Linked DNA regions of Mus musculus: regions 2, 3 and 4 are each linked to region 1. Evidence: chromatin contacts called from public ChIA-PET, Hi-C and HiChIP or PLAC-seq data. All regions are on one chromosome and are shown on one strand. Each heading gives the region's core, a stretch centred on a gene start, on an enhancer-like site or on the middle of the called end of the contact. The rest is flanking DNA. Distances are from core to core; before and after follow the strand shown. Region 1 holds the start of Gsk3a (glycogen synthase kinase 3 alpha). Region 2 holds the start of Hnrnpul1 (heterogeneous nuclear ribonucleoprotein U-like 1). Region 3 holds the start of Kcnn4 (potassium intermediate/small conductance calcium-activated channel, subfamily N, member 4). Region 4 holds the start of Plaur (plasminogen activator, urokinase receptor).

Region 1 (3,541 bases), core at 845-3,344:
TCACGACTTTTACAAATGAATTCATTCCAATTAAAATCCCATTTGTAATAGCCCTCCTCCAAAGTATCTCCATGGCTCTCGAGGCCAACGTCTCTTCCTTGTGTTTCTTAGCCATTCCTCATTCATGGCAGCCCAGAGGTTTTCCCTCACACCTTTCATAAGTTTCCCTTGAGAGTTCTCTATAATTCCCCAAACAATTGTTTTACATTGCTTATATCAAAGTCTTTAATCTCTTCATGGACCCCCATCAACTCCTCCAAACATCTTTAGAACCTGCTTAGACACTTGGAAACATCTTACAGATCTTTGAATTTGCTCTCCAGTGCCGCACAGATCTCAATGCCAAGAACGGTCCCCTGGGCAGGTTCCACGAGTTCTGGCGGTTAAATAATGTGTTCTATCCTGCTACATAGCCTAGTGAGATTCTTTGATCCTATACCTAGGGGCTTGACTTCACTTTTCAACTGGGAGCAGCCGTCAGAGGGCGGCAGCCACCATGCGACTGTGTTACTCCAGAAACTCCCTCTACAGTCGAGCGTGAAGCGTCTGCAGGCTTTGCGAAGAGGGCGGAAGTACCCGTGCGTTGCCTTCTGGATAACGTAGTCTTTAGAAGCGCTAGCAGTACCTTCTGTCTCCATTCCGTGTCCACTGAGAATTGCAATAGGGAAATGACTGAGCAGACAGTACTGTAGGCTTCAGAAAAGCCCCAACAATTAGGACGAACACAGGCTGCGAGTAAAGTAGAGCACAGACTCCGTTTCTGAGGCACGAGAGCTGACAGCATTTTGACCTCTGTCTCTGCGCCCCCCCCCCAGCCCCCAGTTTCCTACTTTGGTGCGACTTTTCCCGGGTATTAATTGATTAACAGGAGACTCGACATACTCAAGAAAGCTGAAACTCCTTCGTGTAGTCGGCTCCCTTCATTCAGATTATCTAGAATCCTGTAATCTAGGAAGAGGATAGACGCAAAAAATTGGGGGTTCAGGACAGAAATTCTCTCTTTTTTTAAATCCTGCAGCTCATCTTCTTGGTCCTAACCATATTGCTAGGGAAAAAGGTAGACTATCGGAAAACAAATGTTCTGAGGCATAGTCGGGACTGTTTACTGTACTAAATCCGTTGAGAATGTAAGGAGACGTTATTCTCTTCTCTATATGTGGTTGCTTGGGACTACTTTTTCTAGCACTCACTTATCGGTTTAGGTCTTAGACCTAGGGATCAGAGAAGACATTGTAACACATTATAGTCTCCCTTGGGAACAATTGTCCTTAACCTTTCACCTACACTCTCAGCCACAGTACTCCCTTTGGACTACAGCTCCCACGAAGCCCCAGAGCCTAGCTTCACGAAGAGTCAGAGTCTACTGTGGATTATTCCCAGCATGCTTCTGGTTGCTGGTAGCTCTCATCAGCCTCGTCAATGGTGAGGCAATATTGAACTTCATTTCCCAGAAGACACCAGGCTCATTGAAGCGACGCGCATAACTCTTGGTGTCGACTACATTTCCCGGAAGGAACTGCGACGCTGCTAGCTGGCCTGAGAGAGCGCGATGCCTATTCTACTTCCTATCAGTTCCTTCCAGTTACAGTATCTACTTAAGGTTTGAGGAGCATCTGAGACTTCATTTCCTATAGTGCTTTATCAACCATTCTACACCTGCAATGCGGTGAGGGCGTGGTGATGACTCCATTTCCCAGTGTGCTTCACAGCCAGAGTACTAAGTATTCACGGGTGCGGACTCGATTTCCCAGAATGCACGCGGTGCAGGAAGTCACCGATGGCCCACAGATTGGGTGGGTGGCTGGACTCCATTTCCCGGCGTGCATCATTCTTGGATGCTGCTCAGTATTGGAGTGGCTAAGATTTCGTTTCTGAGATACTCTAAGGGACTTGCTTTTTCCTCTGTGTAGTGAGTGTGTGGCTCTGACTGTGTTTTTCAAAGTGCTTCCAAGTTAGCTTTTGGCAGAGTCGGGTGACATTAGCCAGGACTCTATTTCCCGGTGTGCAGCGCGAGCCGTCACACCCCGCCCCCAGCAGTCAGCTACTCTGAGGGTTTGAGAACTCCATTTCCCAGAGTGCTGTGCGGGTCGAGGGTGGTGACAACGAAGCCGACGGCAGAGGGACTTCATCTCCCGGCGTGCCCCGCGGCGGGCGCTGGGCCGGAGCCGGAGCCCGAACGGCGCGGCCTGGAAGAGGCCGGAGCCCAGGGGAGGCGGCGGCAGAGGCAGCGGCGGGGGCAGCCCAGGCAGCCCGAGCCCCGCGGCCTGGGCCTGCGCTCGGCGCCATGAGCGGCGGCGGGCCTTCGGGAGGCGGCCCTGGGGGCTCGGGCCGGGCGCGGACCAGCTCGTTCGCGGAGCCAGGAGGCGGAGGCGGAGGTGGTGGCGGCGGCCCCGGGGGCTCGGCCTCTGGCCCAGGAGGCACTGGCGGCGGGAAAGCGTCAGTCGGGGCTATGGGTGGGGGCGTGGGAGCCTCGAGCTCCGGGGGTGGCCCCAGCGGCAGCGGCGGAGGAGGCAGCGGTGGCCCCGGCGCGGGCACTAGCTTCCCGCCGCCGGGAGTGAAGCTGGGCCGTGAGTACTTAGGGGCGCCCTGTGGGGTGGTGATCTGGGTTTCCCAAGCGCATCAAACGGCAACCAGATTCTTTCATGTACCCAGAGAGAAGCTCGAGGTCACCGTGCTGCTTTAAGCCAGGATCGGAGCTTTCTGTCTCCGAGATAAAGGAGTTTGAGGGTTTACCATCACTTGGAGTTTAGATTCAGAATTACCAACACCCAAGAAACAGAGGTCACAGGTCCTATTCTTCCAGTTATCAAGGTCTCGAGTACTTGACGACGTTGCCATCCACAGGAGACTAGGATCAGAGGTCATAGTTACTTGCCAATTTGATCTAGGATTGTTGTCCCCTAAGAGACAAGAATATGATTTCTGTCACTATCCTGTATGAAAAGGGGGCTATTCGTTTCCTTCCCATCAAAATTGGTGATTTGGATAGGATATCCTTTAGAAACACCGATTCAGAATTATTAATGTTTCCACAGAAAAGGGCCAGGTTTAAACCATACGGCCTGACATTATCACCTAACCCACTGAAAACGTTTAGACTTGTAGTCAGTCCTCGATGATGGCAGTAAATAATCACTATTGTTTATAGATAAGAATAGCTTGGGAATAAACACAGGCTTCTAAGAAAGCTCATTGTCAGTTTTCTTTTAAAACAAGGTGAGGGAGCAGGGTTCTTTAGCAAAAATGGAGTGGGGGGGCACAGGTCACACCTCTTATAAAATATGGTTTTGAAGTGGCTGGTACTGGCTCTGAAAAAATAAATAGCCATGTGGTAGTATTTTTCAAAATATCCCTCACTGTCCCCCTTGCAAATTGCCTTTGTTGGTAAGTTTCCTAAAGGGAGTGGGTCCCTAAGAGTGGCAACTAGGCTTGCTGCTACTCAGAGACAGGGAATTGGAAACCAAAGCTTTCCTTCAAAGGCATCAGGCTGGGATATGCCTTCAGCAGTTGTGGAGTTGAGCAGCTCCATTCTCAGGCTAGG
Region 2 (3,215 bases), core at 465-2,964, 520 kb before region 1:
AGATTCTCACATAGGCAAACATTCAGATTGTTGAGGAAAGATGGACCAGAACACCTCGAACCACAGATGGACAAAGATCCGAGTCTTCACTTTTTCCTAGTCTGTGACTACTACCATTTCAAGAACCCTATGCGGCGCCCGGTCGCCCCCCGGTGGTGGTTCCTGAGAACTGGGTACAGTTCAATCCGGGCCACAAAGTTTTTTTTTTTTTTTTTTCTTTCAAAAAACAAATCATTGTGGTCAGCTGGGAGGAGAGAGGAAGTCCGACGTGGGCGAGGGGCGGGGTGTCTGGACTGGAACCTCGGGCCCACGTGAGTGTCTGTCCCGCTGCTGAGTGGGTGCTGTGTGTCTAGGTTGCTGTGGTGTGAGCTTGTAGCGTGAACTGTCTTAGCTGAGCTTTGTCGCACGATGCTGCATGCTTGTGCCACACCTACACTGCCGTTTGAAGTCTTATCCTGAATTGATGCTTTTGGCCTGTCACGCCTATTCATTTATTGTGGGATGTTTGCGTGTGTCTAATAGAGAGTGTTTGTGGCTTTTGTTGGGAGTTAAGGCTATAGATGTCGGTGCACATTTGCGTTGTGCGTCTCGGTGTTATTTCACTAAGTTTTTGTCTTCTGAGCAAAGGGCGACAGGTGTATGGATTAACACAACCTGTCGTAATTACGGATTCTCGTGTGCGAATTGGTCAGAGTAGACACAGCAAGATTGAGGTTGAGCAACAACGGTTTAATGGATTCGAGATGGAAAGCCGCGAACTTCTGCAGCTATGCCCAGAGCGGGAAGGCTCTATGGTTGCGTGCAGAGTGGCTTGTCTAGCAACCATAGAGAAAGCGCCCTGGGAGGTTGTGCATCAAAGGGAGGGGTGCGATTTACCACACAACTTTTCTCCCGTTGTTAGCCTAGCCCCTGCTTTCAACCCTTCAGCGCTCTCCAGGACCAATTTTGTTGTTGTTGTTTCTCATAAAGGCAACTGGGTTTCTAACAAACGATGAGTAACAGATCCACTTGATTTTCATTCCGTATTATACCCTGCTGTACGGAGAACTTTGAGAGGCAAGCCTCTCAAGAATGGCCAATCTAGTTCGCTTTTTCTAAAGCGCTCAAGCTCTGGCAGTGGTGAAATATAACAGTAACTGCGATTGGCGAACAGGTTGTTTTGAAACCGCCCTAACGGCAAGGGGCGGGGCCTCGGTGAATTAATCTCCTTCCGGTTCCCGAAAGGCAACAGGAAAGACGAGGGTTGGCCGGCCTCTTCCCGCCGCATTTGATTGGTTGTGGTGGTTTTACCCGCTTGGCCTCCGCGAGGGGGCGTGAGATGAAGACCAGTTAGAATGTGTTTTACAGAGAGTCTGAGGGAAGCACGGCGCGGAGAGACTGGGCGGTTGTTCTGAGATCTGGCTGCTAATGGCTCCAAGTCGTTACTCCCTTTCCTTCATTTGACTGTACCGCAGCGGGCGCGCGAGCGCTACCCAATCAGCGCTTGCTCCGCCTCTCGCCTTTTCCCGCCCTCCACTCTGGCCGCGACTTCAACGTAGGCTAACGCTTCCTCTTAGGCAGCTCCTGAGCCCTCTAGTACCGTTCTTTTGAAAGCCACACTGTGATTGGCTTGGTTCCCGGGCCCGCGCCCGTTGCCCCATGCGCTGACCAATTGAGACTCGTTTTACATCGTACGGTCCGGGCAAGGGGGAGGAGGCGGCGGCGGCCATCTTGAGCCGCCGCCGCCATTGGAGTGGCCCCCCCTTTTCCCCCTTCGCCTCCTGACAGGCAAGGTTTAGGGGGGACAGAGCCCTGGGAGGCCGGGCCAGGCTCGGGGGCCGCCCCGGGGGCCCGGGCCATGGATGTGCGTCGCCTGAAGGTGAACGAACTTCGCGAGGAGCTGCAGCGCCGCGGCCTGGACACTCGCGGCCTGAAGGCCGAGCTTGCTGAGCGGCTGCTGGCGGCGCTAGAGGCCGAGGAGCCCGAAGACGAACGGGAGCTCGAGGCTGACGACGATCCGGGGTTACCTGGGCACAACAACGAGGAGGTCGAGACCGAGGGGGGCTCCGAGCTGGAGGGGACCGCGCAGCCACCGCCGCCCGGGCTGCAGCCGCACCCGGAGCCCGGCGGCTACTCGGGGCCGGACGGACATTGTGAGAGTGCGCGGGGCGGGGGACCGGGGAGCCTGGAGTCCGGGCCGAGGACGGGCTGTGGGACGCGGGAGCTCGACTCCACAGAGATCCAGGAGATGGTCTGAGGAGCCAGGGATCCTGCCACCTGCCGTTGTAAAGGATCTGCGGCCAGGGCCTCGGGGCAGCCTGAGGGCGGATCCTGGCCTTCGGTGCAAGGAAAACCGTGTGGAGGGGGATGGATTTTATTTTAAGGCGACCAGGGTCCTAGCGGGCGGGCGGGGAGGATTTTATATCCTGGGATTCGGAGACTGGAAACTGCTTTGGGGTTCTGTTTTGTGGCTTTGAGTTGGAAAAAGTCGGAAGAACTAGACGTTTTAGGGAAAGGGGTGTCGGGGGGCGGCGTCTTGGAAAATGAGAGATTCTAGCCGAGCGGTGAGCTGACAGCTTGGGGTAGCCATGCTAGTCCACCGTTTGGGCTGAGTCTCAAAAGCTGGATTTTCAGGTAGCGGAAGAATGGCCTAGGGTGCAGGTCAGGGAGAATTTTAAGGGTAGAAGATCTTTGATTTTCTTCACGGATGGGATAAGATCTGCTTAGTGCTGGGGGTGGACTGGCACTTTGGACCTACGGGTGTCCAAGGCTGGGAAGAGTCTCCCAAAACATGGACTGAACTCTCCAGTGTGTGCCAGGTGGCCTTTTAGGAGGTAATGAAAGACCAGCAGATTTGGAAACCCCTATCCCCAACTCCTACATTTCCTCGAGGTTACAGGGTCAACCTTGAGGGCAGGTACAACTTGTATGTTTGGTACTGGGAGGTCTAGGCTATCTAGTTGGCTTCCAGAGGAGATTTGGGATCTAAATGGTGACAAGAAAGGACAGAATCTTCTCATGGACAAAGAAACTAGAGGGCCTAGAATTGGAAGGACTCAGGTTAGTACTCTGTGGTTTCTGCTGAGTGGCCTTGCATTCTTAACTATGGGTAGTTTTTGAAACAGGAGTTGTGGGGAATGAGTTGGTAACTCTGGTGGGACCCTTGTGTGTGCCAGGGATCATGTGGCTAGTCTAGCAGGTGTGGGGGAGGGAAGTGTGGAGGGTATGAAAAAGAA
Region 3 (3,592 bases), core at 645-3,144, 870 kb after region 1:
CTGACCAGGGTGGGAATATCCCCAGGGCTTGTTAAGACCTGCCTGTACTCCCTGGTCTTCCAGAGGTCGATTGATAGCTCTCTTGTGTGTGTTCTCTCCGTCCCCCACCTTGTTTGGATTTATTTCAGTTTTTGAGATAAGGTCTGTGTAGCCCAGGCTAGCCTCCAACTCAGTATGTAGCTTAGGCTGGGCTTAACCTTCTGATTCTCTTGCCTGCCGCCCCCCCCCAGCCTCCCTCCCCTGACTTCTCTAGTGCTTGGATCCATTGCCTGGTGAGATTTTTTGAGGCTCTTCCTGCAGACTCTTGAGCCTGAACCCCAAGTCTCCTCTTCCACAGGGATGAAGGATTTCAAACCACAGTAGACCACTATCTGGTGAGTGGTGCCTTCTGGGGGTAATGGCACTTCTGTATGGTAAGGGTGGGGTGAAGGCTCCACTCCCCACAGTCTCCTCTGTCAGTTACTTCAGAGCACTGCCTGGTGGCACTGGGTAAATGGCAGTGGCTAGATAAGGAGCAAGGAGACGCCTAATGACAACGTCTTTCTCCCTTGCCAGCCCTCCCTTCACCAGAGCTAGGCTATCAAGGATCAGCCTTGTATGGGCCTCAACAAGGCCCAGACCCCCAGTGGTCTGTCTGATAACACTTACCCAAAGGCTAACACTGAGAACTGTCTCCCATGTGTGCGTACGTGTGTGTGCGTGTGTGTGTGTGTGTGTGTGTGTGTGTGTGTGTGTGTGTAGGTTGGGGGGAGCTGGGGGGAGGACGATATCACACTAGCTCAGGTTTCAGGGGTACAGACCCCCCATCTACCTCCATCACATCCAGGGGTCCAGACCCAGCCTTCTTCTCTTAGACCTTAAGAAGTGTAAGACCTCAGTTCTCCTCCCTTAGACCCAGGAGTCCAGACCAGCTCTCTTCTCCCACACCCAGGGGTGCAGACCCCAACCTTTCTCCCTCACACCCCAGCTCTCCTCTCTTCTTCACACCCCGGGGTGGAAGATGCCAGCCTTCCTCCCTCATGCCCAGGAGTATAAGATCTCCTAGCTTTGCTCTCTAACACTCAGGGGTGTAAGACCCCAGTCCCCTTCCCTCACACTCAGGGGTGCAGACTCCAGCTCTCTTCCCTCAGATCCAGGGGATCAGACCCCAGCCCTCCTCCCTCAGACCCAGGGGTCCAGACCCTAGCCCTCCTCCCTCAGACCCAGGGGATCAGACCCCAGCCCTCCTCCCTCAGACCCAGGGGTCCAGACCCCAGCCCTCCTCCCTCACACCCAGGGGTGCAGACCCCAGCCCTCCTCCCTCACACCCAGGGGTGCAGACCCCAGCTCTCTTCCCTCAGACCCAGGGGTGCAGACCCCAGCCCTCTTCCCTCAGACCCAGGGGTGCAGACCCCAGCCCTCCTCCCTCACACCCAGGGGTGCAGACCCCAGCTCTCTTCCCTCAGACCCAGGGGTGCAGACCCCAGCCCTCCTCCCTCAGACCCAGGGGTGCAGACCCCAGCCCTCCTCCCTCACACCAGGCTCCCCGTCCCTTCCCTGCTCGGTGGAAGGCCCCACTCACCTTGCAGCCCAGGAACCACAACATCTCAGCGTGCAGAACCATGAGTCCGATGCCAGTTCCCGCCAGCACCAACGCCCAGCCGGCCACCCTCTTCTCCTGCTCCAGCAGGCGCTTTCTCCGTCTCAGGGCCCCCAGGCCAGTCACCAGCTCCCCGCCCATGGCCCCTGAGGTCTTGGGGCTCAGCCAGCTTCCTGCCCAGGGTCCCCCACCTCTCAGTACGCAAATGGCAGCCAGCTTGGCTTCCAGGCCAGCGGCCTGTTCTGCTCACTCTGGGACTTTTGCTGGAAGGCACAGCCTAGCCCTGTGCCCTCTGGGGAGTGGTAACTGCAGCAGGCAGGGCAGGGCGGGGAGGGACGGGGAGGTCCCTGGGTAGGGGGAGGCTGGCTATCCCATTCCCTTCTAAGACTAAGGAGGGGCTGGGGTGTGTCTTGTGGTCCCGGGCAAGGAAGAAGAGTTCATCCACGTGGGCAAAGACACACTGACACAATAGGTTGTGACTCTCCAACCGTTTGCACTCTGTGGTACACACCTAAAACCCCCACCACACCCAGACACCACAGAGCACCCTATGACAGACCGGAGACGGAGCCCAACACACCAGCACACACCACACAACCTCCACAGAAGTGACTCACACTCCTGAAAGTTCAGAAACCCACAGCCACACCCAGACACCACACACACACATGGTGTGACACACGCCAGCACTTAGCAGGGCAGCAGCGTCCCATTGCACACGGGGCCACCCAAAGGTTGAGCTCACGCAGTCACACATTCAAAGTGGGGCGGGGGAGGGGCTGGAAAGTCAGGCACAGCGAGTGAAAGTGAGCGCTCCTCTCCAGAGGAGTATAACTTCCGTTTCTAGCACCTACTTGCTGGGTGGGTGGCTTGAAACCACCTGTAACTTCAACTCCAGGAGATGACGCCCTTTTCCTGGTTTTTGGGAGCCCCTGACACATGTGGCTGATATTCACATACATGCATGCGCATAAAAAAAAATAAATCTTAAATGATAATTTTTAAGTGGGACCAGGGATGGAGTGCAGCTGTTAGTGGGCTCCTTTGAATCACAGACTCTCTGAGGTAGATCCCAGCATGGCATAAAGTGGGCAATGGTGCATGCCTGACTCTTGGTACTAGGAAACTGGGGCCAGGAGGATCAGCAGGTCTCAATCATTGTCAACTATGAGTTCAAGGTCTGCCTGGGCCACATGAGACCCTGTTTCCAAAACCAAAACCAAGTAAAACACTATAATATTCTACGATACAAAGAGCTAAGCATCAACGACCACACGGGACATGTACCAGGAGCCACACAAATACACAGCAGGTCTGAGCACACCAATTTGTAAGAATCACCAGGCACAACACACATGCGTCAACAGACACACAAGGGGGTGTGAATGTGAAACACAGAGAGATGCCCCATATGTGTAAACACCTGTGGTGGCAGACACTGTCATCCAGCGCCCAGAAAACAGGAAATGCACACTAGCTCACATCATTGTGTGTGGGACTCACACACACACACACACACACACACACCTGACATTGATCCTGACATACACTGGTGCACTTGACACTCTGCATACCTTAGCACAGAGAACAGTCAATGGAAGTGTGCAAGCAACGCCTACCCAGCGTTGGACATTCTAGGACATTCTAGCCACACAGGACACAGTCCAGGATGATATGAACCCTTTGGAGGGGATGGGGTTGGATTCGGACCCACAAGAACACCAACGTCCAGATTAGCACACCATCAATCCAACATCACGCACAATACACATACCCGTTATACTCCCATGTGCATGGCCACACAAACACCACACTCAGGGAAGAGAAAGGCCCTCAGCGTGGGCATATATCCTGATATAAGTAACAGAGCTATTTCACTGAGTCAGACTGGGTGTTACATGCACATTTACACACACACACACACACACACACACACACACACACACACACGCCACGAATGCATGCTCAAGCACAAATAAGACTAAAATAAAACAAGTAGTTAAAAAAAAAAAA
Region 4 (3,244 bases), core at 340-2,839, 780 kb after region 1:
AAGTCAGAAATCCACCTGCCTTGGAATTAAGGCTATTTTCCCATCACACTCTACTCTGTTCTTGGTAGACTAGCCCTGCCGGGGCTTAACAGCACACAGCCCAGCTGTTCTCACCCTCAGGAGGGGTCATATATCCGATATTCTGCCCATCAGATATTTACATGAAGATTTCTAACAGTTGCAAAATTACAGTTATGAAGTAGCAACAAAAATAATTTTATGGTCGGAGGTCACCAAACTGTGAGGAGTTGTATTAAAGGATCATAGCATTCGGAAGGTTGAGAACCACTTTCAAAGACCCACCTCAGCCCCCAAACGTTTGTCCCACCCCAGGACCGAAGTCCCTCCTGCAGGTCTTCACCTAGGCCACGTCTCGCCAATGTTATAGCCCCCCGCCTCAGACTGCCCAGTTTTTTTTTTCGTTTTTTTTTTAAAGATTTATTTATTATTATGTGTAAGTACACTGTAGCTGTCTTCAGATGCACCAGAAGAGGGCGTCAGATCTCATTATAGATGGTTGTGACCCACCATGTGGTTGCTGGGATTTGAACTAAGGACCTTCGGAAAAGCAGTCCGTGCTCTTAACCACTGAGCCATCTCTCCAGCCCCCGACTGCCCAGTTTCTAATCAGAACTTTTGCACCAGCCTAGCCTTAGTCTGGCCCCCATTTCCCAGACAAGTTCCAGGAACAGAAAGGCTAAGTAACTGTCCTGAACCACACAGCCAGTTTTGACCCCAGGTGGCAGCCCCACTCCAGGGTCCCCTCCTCCCGGGGTTGGATTTCACAGTAAGAACTGTCCTGTCTGAGCCCCGAGATCCGGTCTGCAATTTAGAGCCGGTCCCTTTGTGCCAGATATCCTTTCTTCAACAAGAGCCCCTCCCCTTTGCACCCCCACCCCTCCCCCCTCTAGCTCCCAGACCACCCAGGCCCCGCCAGAGATCTTTTCCCACCCCATTAATCATCTCCGGTCTCCCGCGGACTAGAGAGGGCTTTCCGAGTTATTCACCGTGCCAAACCCTGACTCAATTCCTTCCCCATTTCCCTCTACTTTCTCAACACCATTTCCCCCGCATTTCCTGGAGGAAGAAGGCTGAGGACATAACATAGTAAAAGACAAGTGTATTCGAGGGACAGGCCCTGGGCTCCCGCTGAACTCTGTGGACCTTTGAGATGTAGACCCCTGAGCCCCTGTCTTGTCCCAAAGTGGGATCCCCACACAGACCAAAACACTGTGGGGAGTGGCTGTGAGGTCACATGTCCAGTTATCATTCAACCCCTAGCTGTGAGGCTTTGGACCAGCTTCTTAACCTCTCTGTTCCTCCGCGTCCTCCAGTGTGCCAGGCACTGTGCACCAGGGATCAGCGTTTACTAAATGAATGCCTGCGGGAGTCTGACTGTGCCACGTGGAGCCTGAGAACACACCCGGAGAATAGCTGGATAGAAGGGTGGAGCGCTGGGCCATCCTCCTCTAGCTCACGCCCGGTGCCACCACGCAGCTCTTACCTGGGACACAGGTAGTCGCCAGCAACAGCAGCAGCAGCAGCCGCCTTGGGAGTCCCATGGGTTCTTCCTTCACCTCTGCTCTAGACTGACCGAGGGGAAGAAGACAGTTTTGTGACCCTAGGGCTCCTCCCACTGTTTGCTAAAGAGTGAGTCAGCTCCAGGGGTTGCCTCGCCTCCCCCCGCCCCGCCCCCGCCCCCCCCCCCCAGCCCTTCCTCTTCCATAGTTCAAGAAACTCTGCCCCTTCCATACATAGTAAGATGCAGTCTCAAAAAAGGAGGGAGGGAAAGAGGGAGGGAGGAACGGAGGGAGAGAGGGAGGGAGAAGGAGGGATGAGGGAGAGAGAGAGAGAGAGAGAGAGAGAGAGAGACTATGATGGAGAAAGGAAGACAACCAAATAGCAAGGGTTAGAATCCTCTCTAGCCTTGGCTATTTCTTACCAATCAGAGTTTATGTTTTCAAAGTTTGTTTTATTTGAGTTTCTCCAGAGAGAGTCTTGCTATGAAGACCAGCCTTGAACTCAGGAACCTCCTGCCTCAGTCTCCCCCGAGTCTGGATCATGGGCACGCTACCATCCTTGGCCGAGGCGGTACAATTCCATGTAGGGAAATCATGTGGAACACTAACTTGCCAAACTAGAGGGCAAAATTCCTTCAGCTCCTGACCAAGGACCTCCTGGGTACTGGGCACTGTTCCAGGAACTGGAACACAGCAGGAAACACAAGGACGCCACCCTCTGCCATTACGATGGGGAGGATACATTAGTTATCTAATCTCTCCCATCAGTCGGAAACCAGGGGAAAAACAAGTTGAAAGAGGAACAAACTGTAGGGAGAGAGGTAAATGGCTTAATTGCTTTGGGAGGGTGATGCGGAGGGCAGCCAGGAAAGGTGTGCAAGAAGTCTAGTGGATTCCTACAGAAAGCCTTTGAGGGAGAGGAAAGAGTCATCGCAAAAGCCCTGAGGGCAAAGAATCACTCAGAGCGGCTCAGTGTGGCTGATGAGTGGGAACCAGAGAGAGCAGAGAGCAATGAGTAGCACCCGTACAGTAGTGATGTCACTGCTGTGAGTACCGAGTCACTGAAGCCTGAGCTGGGAAACACGGAACCCAAGGTCTCCTGCAGGATTGACAAGGAGTCTACCACTGAGCCACGCCCCCAGCCCCTCACTGGGGGAGGCTAGGCAGAGGCTCTACCACTGTGCCACGCCCCCAGCCCCTCCCTGGGGGATTCTAGGCAGGGGCTCTACCACTGAGCCACGCCCCCAGCCCCTCACTGGGGGATTCTAGGCAGGGGCTCTACCACTGAGCCATGCCCCCAGCCCCTCATTGGGGGATTCTAGGCAGGGGCTCTACCACTGAGCCACGCCTCCAGCCCCTCACTGGGGGAGGCTAGGCAGAGGCTCTACCACTGAGCCACACCCCAACCCCTCACTGGGGGAGGCTAGGCAGGGGCTCCACCACTGAGCCACACACCCAGCTTGGCTTGATTTAATGTCAAGATAAGGTAAAAGGTGAAAAATAAAAATAAAAATGCCCAAATAAAGTTTTCCTCTAAGAGGTCCTAACTGAGAGAGTAGGGGGCTGGCCCCAGACTGTGAGGGCTGTGTGACTTACTGATCATTAGCAGGTGTCTTTCTTAGCCTCTCTGTGCTGCAAGCTCATCTGGAAGGTTGAGACAGCAAAGGTCTGAGAGGAGCCCTGAGAGAAGTGAGAGAGATCCTGTTTCATATGGAGGAGGAAAA

What was found. A called contact is a pair of places that touch in the nucleus more often than the background predicts. ChIA-PET counts read pairs in DNA pulled down with a chosen protein or histone mark. HiChIP or PLAC-seq counts read pairs in DNA pulled down with a chosen protein or histone mark.
Region 2: a Hi-C map of muscle stem cells shows a contact between it and region 1, with 6 times the contacts expected there. The contact joins the promoter of Hnrnpul1 here to the promoter of Gsk3a in region 1. A contact is called at or near these places in 1 of 39 promoter capture datasets (pre-B cells), 3 of 484 Hi-C or Micro-C datasets (embryonic stem cells and muscle stem cells), 2 of 115 datasets of contacts at active chromatin or transcription factors (memory CD8 T cells and microglia) and 2 of 9 other capture datasets (liver and pancreatic islet).
Region 3: an RNA polymerase II ChIA-PET map of memory CD8 T cells shows a contact between it and region 1, with 22 read pairs. The contact joins the promoter of Kcnn4 here to the promoter of Gsk3a in region 1. A contact is called at or near these places in 1 of 39 promoter capture datasets (fetal liver) and 4 of 115 datasets of contacts at active chromatin or transcription factors (bone marrow-derived macrophages, memory CD8 T cells, microglia and 1 more).
Region 4: a FOXA1 HiChIP or PLAC-seq map of pancreatic cancer cells shows a contact between it and region 1. The contact joins the promoter of Plaur here to the promoter of Gsk3a in region 1. A contact is called at or near these places in 2 of 39 promoter capture datasets (neutrophils and pre-B cells) and 3 of 115 datasets of contacts at active chromatin or transcription factors (bone marrow-derived macrophages, memory CD8 T cells and pancreatic cancer cells).

The regions. Positions count from the first base shown.
Region 1 is chr7:25,236,404-25,239,944 of GRCm38.p6, reverse strand. It overlaps Gsk3a (glycogen synthase kinase 3 alpha), which reads left to right and starts at 2,094. Exons shown (of 11, transcript NM_001031667.1): 1 at 2,094-2,567. The coding sequence starts at 2,285.
Region 2 is chr7:25,753,258-25,756,472 of GRCm38.p6, reverse strand. It overlaps Hnrnpul1 (heterogeneous nuclear ribonucleoprotein U-like 1), which reads left to right and starts at 1,714. Exons shown (of 15, transcript NM_144922.3): 1 at 1,714-2,132. The coding sequence starts at 1,838.
Region 3 is chr7:24,368,565-24,372,156 of GRCm38.p6, reverse strand. Kcnn4 (potassium intermediate/small conductance calcium-activated channel, subfamily N, member 4) reads right to left here and starts at 1,894. Exons shown (of 9, transcript NM_008433.4): 1 at 1,562-1,894. The coding sequence starts at 1,720.
Region 4 is chr7:24,460,828-24,464,071 of GRCm38.p6, reverse strand. Plaur (plasminogen activator, urokinase receptor) reads right to left here and starts at 1,589. Exons shown (of 7, transcript NM_011113.4): 1 at 1,505-1,589. The coding sequence starts at 1,562.